2 separate regions of the Sus scrofa genome follow, and region 2 is linked to region 1. Evidence: chromatin contacts called from public HiChIP or PLAC-seq data. All regions are on one chromosome and are shown on one strand. Each heading gives the region's core, a stretch centred on a gene start, on an enhancer-like site or on the middle of the called end of the contact. The rest is flanking DNA. Distances are from core to core; before and after follow the strand shown. Region 1 holds the start of FBXL17 (F-box/LRR-repeat protein 17). Region 2 holds the start of TMEM232 (transmembrane protein 232).

Evidence for each region. HiChIP or PLAC-seq counts read pairs in DNA pulled down with a chosen protein or histone mark.
Region 2: an H3K27ac HiChIP or PLAC-seq map of skeletal muscle shows a contact between it and region 1, with 8 times the contacts expected there. The contact joins the promoter of TMEM232 here to the promoter of FBXL17 in region 1. A contact is called at or near these places in 1 of 5 promoter capture datasets (liver) and 2 of 2 datasets of contacts at active chromatin or transcription factors (alveolar macrophages and skeletal muscle).

The regions. Positions count from the first base shown.
Region 1 is chr2:113,479,021-113,481,930 of Sscrofa11.1, forward strand. It overlaps FBXL17 (F-box/LRR-repeat protein 17), which reads right to left and starts at 1,544. Exons shown (of 10, transcript XM_003123817.6): 1 at 530-1,544; 2 at 199-527. The coding sequence starts at 1,190.
Region 2 is chr2:115,522,230-115,524,988 of Sscrofa11.1, forward strand. It overlaps TMEM232 (transmembrane protein 232), which reads right to left and starts at 1,446. Exons shown (of 14, transcript XM_005661576.3): 1 at 1,343-1,446.

The sequences.
Region 1 (2,910 bases), core at 294-2,793:
ATAGACCCCAAGTTTTTCTACTTCAAAAAATAGGCCTTAAGCATCCAACCCACTGGGTTCCCAAACTCCCCTTCGAAAAGCTCCCGGCTGTCAGGGAACCCCCTCCTCCGCGCTTAGAGGGAGGAGAAAGAAAACCTCCCAGGCGGGGGCCGGGGTTGGGGGAAAGCGCGCATCCCTGCGCCACTCGCCCAGACCCACCTTGAGCAGGATGGATGGCGGCAGCTGGTTGATGTCTGGGGTTTCCGAGGGTGGCTCCCTATGACAGTCGCAGGGGTTTTCGGGGGGTTCCTGACAGTCCGCGTCGCCGCATTCGTGCTGCTGCTGGGCAGGCAAGGGGGCGGTGCCCCCCGCTCGGACCGAGTCCCCGCTGGCCTCTGTGGGGGCACTTTCCGAAGTGGGAGAGGAGCGCGGGGGGCAGAGAGGCTGCGGTTGCTGCTCCGGGCCCTGGCAGCAGCCGGCGTCGGGGGGCCGAGGCGGCGAGGCGCCTCCTCCCGTAGGGCCTCCGCCGCTGCCGCCGCCGCCGCAGGCCCCCCGCCGCAGCGGGGCTGCTTACAAGGGGTGCAGGCGGGGACCCCGGCCCCCTTCCGCTTGCACACCATCTCGGGGGGCGTGGGGGGCTCGGCTGGCGGTGGCGGAGGCGGCGTCGGTCCCCGGAAGAGCTGCAGGGCTGCAGGCGGCCCCAGGAAGCGCACGGGCCCCACGCTGGCCAAGAAGAGGCTCCGGCCCTGCTGTTCCCAGGCGGCGGCCGCGGCTAGCCCCAGCTCTTTGCAGCAGGAGGCGGGCGACGAGGCCGAAGCGGCGGCGGCAGCGGCGGCGGCGGCCGAGGATAGCAGGAAACGGCGGGCGGCGGCAGCGCAGTCCTCCGCGGCCAGGGCCGCGTAGCGCCGCGCCAGGTGCTGCGAGGAGGCGGCCGCGGCGTAGGCCCCGTCCCGCGGCGGCGGCGAGAGCGGCGGCTCCTCCTCTAGGCCGGCGGGGGCGGGCGCGCCGGGGCTGTGCACGATGAAGCAAAGCATGCAGGGCCCGCGGAAGAAGCAGTCCCGGCTCCGGGGCGCCGCCGGCTGCGGGGGCGCCTTGGCCGGGGTCCGGCGGGGTAGCCTGAGGAGAGGGCGACGGCGGCGGCACCAGCTGCAACAGCGAGGCCTCTTCTGGCTCGGGCGGTTACGCGGCTCCCTCGAGAGAAGGTGGCCCATATAGAAGGCCCCGAGGAGGGGGACCGGGACAGGGAAGGAGGGAGGCCCGGAGAGCCGGGCTCCCGGCAGCGGGGCAGGCCGCTCGCTGGCTCGGCCTTGGGCCCGCGGCGGGGTCGCCTGCCCTGCGCACACACACGCACACACAGGCACACACACGACGGTGGGCGGGGGGGGCGTCAGCTGCGGGCAGCCCGGCGCCCGATTGGGGCTACATGCTTTGCCCCGGGAAGACGGGAGAACGATAGGCGCGAGCTTTGGGGACGCGGCGGAGAGAGCGAGCCTCTCAGCTAGGTGACCAGTCCGAGCCTGGCCCGCCGGCTCAGTCAGTCATTGCGGCGGCTGGGGGAACGCGGGGGTCCTGCTAGGACCATTTTAACTGCGGCTCCGCCGGCCGCGCGCGCGCCCGCGACACAGCTCCGAGCCGCAGGAGCGCGCGGCCCGCTGGAGGAGGGGGCGGAGCCGCGGCGGCAGCGCGCTCGGGGCGGGGGCACGAGCGCTCGGCTGCTCACCCGGGACGGCCGCTAGGCAGGGACTGCTGGGAAGCGGGCCGGCGAGGTTGCGGGGCTCGCAGGGAGGAGCTAGCGCCCCTCCCTTCCGTCGCCCCAGGCTTTGCAGAGCCCACGCCCCTTTTGCGGGGCGGGAGGAGACGCTTCCGAGCCAGCTGTGTGACATCCGTCGGCACAGCAGCGCTGACGTCTGTAGGTGTAAGTTGAAGAACTGCCATTGGCCGGGAGGCGTTTGGCTCTCGTCACCCCCACCTCCGGACTTGAAGACCAGGACCTCTAAGGAGGTGTAAACTGGGTTCCACCGGAAGGCCGACCTGGGTCCCAGCCGACCCCTTCTGGTGGAATGACAGATGCGCACCTCTGGTCTGTTGCGGACCCCTGTTCTCACGTGAGGGGCGCACTGGTAGTGCAGCACCGCAGTGTTTCTCCATTTGTTTTAATACTTGTTGCTGGTGGGAGTTCTCGTCGTGGCTCAGTGGTTAACGAATCCGACTAGGAACCAGGAGGTTGCGGGTTCGATCCCTGGCTTTGCTCAGTGGGTTAAGGATCATCCTGCGTTGCCGTGAGTTGTGGAGTAGGTCGCAGATGCGGCTCAGATCTGGTGTTGCTGTGGCTCTGGTGTAGGCTGGCAGCAACACCTCTGATTAAACCCCTAGCCTGGGAACCTCCATAGGCGGCAGGTGCGGCCCTAGAAAAGACAAAAAAATAATTAAAATTAAATAAAATACTTGTTGCTTGTGATGACTACTGACTTTCCAAAATTCTATTTCAAGATGAAAGCATATATCAAATTATCTATACACAGTTTCTAAACCCAGTGAGTCATTCAACATCCCAGACTGCAAGTTATAGATGAATTTATAATCTGCGCCCTTGGAGTCCCAGCTATTCATCCATCATATACAGTACTTCAAAAATGGTTATGCAGTACCTGCTGTGCGATAAACAGTTCTAGGCAGACTTTGGAGACCCAGATGAGTAAGAGGAAATAGGTTTTGCAGGCAACCCTTTAGAAGGTGTCACTAAAATGTGACCAGAGAGATATGGCAATAACTAGAGCAGTACCTGGTGTTGAGGGGTTAGTTTTCACAAGGGAAAAATTGGAAATGCTGATGGGAATGAGCCAGAATAAGGGAGGAGGTAGGGAAATGAGAAGAGATCATATGAAACGAATGTTGAGAAGACAGAATGTTGATTACCTTGGGATAGATGCT
Region 2 (2,759 bases), core at 196-2,695, 2.0 Mb after region 1:
AGCAGCTGCAGCTCAGATTCAACCCCTAGCCGAGGAATTTCCATATGCCCTAAAAAGCAAAAACAAAAAAAAAAAATCAAATTAAATATGAATAAGATGTTTTACACCTATCTGTCAAGGACCCAGAAATTGTTTTTAAGTTTTAACATTAATCCCTAGTGTATTTTTTTAAGTTCAAACAAAGTTGGAAAGGTATGCTTTAAAAAACAATTTCTGAGAACTAGGCAATATTAAAATTATAGTAAGCCTTTGGATAGGTAACAAACTGGTGAAAACAAGATTTTGAATCTAACCTTAAGGAAAGAGTAGTTTAATTGACCAAAAACAACCAAGAAGCTAGATCCATTTAGATATATTGACGAGATAAGGTAAAGAAGGGATCCCACCACTTCACCTCTTCCTAGACATTTTTCCAATCAACAACTTGTGCCCTTTTCTCAAGATTAATTACCTTTCTAAAAATCCATTTATTTCACATCTTCAAAGATCCTCCACCCACTCCCACCCCCACTGTCCACCTCTCCAAATGTTTGGACTTATTTGAAGTCCAAAAAAATCTGAGGAGGGCTGGGGAAATGGGGCGGGCAGGTGGGGGGGGGGGGAGGGTGCAATTTCATCAAATATAGAAGGACTTGAGGAGTTCCCCGTCGTGGCTCAGTGGTGAATGAATCCTACTAAGAACCATGAGGTTTCGCGTTCCCCCCTGGCCTGCTCGGTGGGTTAAGGATCCCCCGTTGCTGTGAGCTGTGTTGTAGGTAGAAGATGCGGCTCAGATTCAGCTTTGCTGTGGCTCTGGCGTAGGCCGGTCGCTACAGCTCCGATTAGACCCCTAGCCTGGGAACCTCCATATGCTACGGGTGCGACTCTAGAAAAATACCAAAAAAAAAAAAAAAAAAAAAAAAAGGACTTGAAAACTATTCAATGAGCAAGTGGGATTCTGAATTAAGGGTTACCAGAGAACGTCTGGGTCTAAAGAAGATTAAAAGAATTCCCCCACTGATAGCAGTGGGAAAGTTTCTCCACCTCCTTTAGTCTCCCTGGCAAAGAGTTATTTCCCTATCAAATAAATGAAACTGGTGGCTGATCCCCCACCTTCTCACTCAAGCCTCCGCTGGAGTGTTTGCAAGGAGACCGCCTAGATTCTTAAGGGAGGCCTGCATGTCGCGCCTGGGCTGGGGGCGCAAGTGAGTAGTAAAGGCGTCTTCCAACAGCAAGAGCTACAGAACCGTAAGAAAGAAGACTCGGTGCACCCATTTGTGGTCTCCCGGTCGCCCCGGGATGGTAAACGTGGCAATAACCTTAGCTCTCAAGTCGTCAGAAGCCGGACAGGGCAGTCACTCACCACAGCGCTCCAAGTCGCTGGGGGCCGGCACTGGTTGCTAAGGACGCTGTGGGAGGCGCTCTCAGAGTTGGAAGGTTGCTCTTTTAAGACTCTCCTGACCAGCGCTTAGCCAATCAGGACGTGTGAATGCAATTCGACTCCCCACCTCCCTCCGCCACAGTTATGCTCGCATTTATTTTTTGCTGCGGAGGAGAGGCAAGTCTTTGCAGCAAAAAATAAAATCATTTAAAAAATCTAAATTTAAAAATAAAAGCACTCTATAGGAGGGTAACTATGGCTTTTAATCAAAATGCTATTCCTAAATCCTTTTTACATAGAACGCCAGACCCAGACCCGCTGGTGTCCTTCTCAGTTAGGTTAGCGCATAAGCAAAGCCATCCAGGGTGTTCTATATGTACTAACCACAAGAGGGCGAATTTAAACACAGAGTGATGCCTAATTTTAAAGGTAGAGGCCAAGGAAATTATCTAACTTAAATCCTTACAATATTTCTATGTCTACTAACGGGCAAGCAACTTTAAAAGCTCACAAGGGTTTGGAGTTCCCATCGTGGCTCAGTGGTTAACGAATCTGACTAGGAACCATGAGGTTGCAGGTTCGGTCCCTGGCCTTGCCTAGTGGGTTAAGGATCCGGCATTGCCGTGAGCTGTGGTGTAGGTTGCAGACGAGGCTCGGTCCTGCATTGCAGTGGCTCTGGCATAGGCCGGTGGCTACAGCTCCATTCGACCCCTAGCCTGGGAACCTCCATATGCCGCAGGAGTGGCCCAAGAAATGGCAAAAAGACAATAAATAAATAAATAAAAGTTCACAAGGGTTTTACTGAGAGCAATTCCAATTCAATTCAAAAGTAATGAGCAGGGATTGTCCTGGTGGAACAAACTGCCTTAAAAAAATTTAAAACTTCTATGCCACTCCTGAGCATCTATCCAGAGAAAACCACGACTTGCAAAGACACATGTACTCCGATGTTCATTGCAGCAATTTTACAATAGCCAAGACATGAAACAACCTAAATGTCCATTAACAGAGGAGTGGATCCAGAAGATGTGGTACATATACACAATGGAATATTACTCAGCCATTAAAAAGAATGAAATATTGGCATTTTTAGCAACATGGATGGACCTAGAAACTATCATGCCAAGTGAAGTCAGCCATACAATGAGACACCACCATCAAATGCTTTCACTGACATGTGGAATCTGAAAAAAGGACAGACTGAACTTCTTTGCAGAACAGATGCTGACTCACATTCATTGAAAAACTTATGATCTCCAAGAGGAGACAGTTTTGTGCTTGGGCTGTGGGATGGAAATCCCGTGAAATCAGATTGTTATGATCATTATACAACTACAGATGTGATAAATTCATTTGAGTAATAAAAAAAGTAAAAAAAAATTTAAAACTTCTAAAGAGA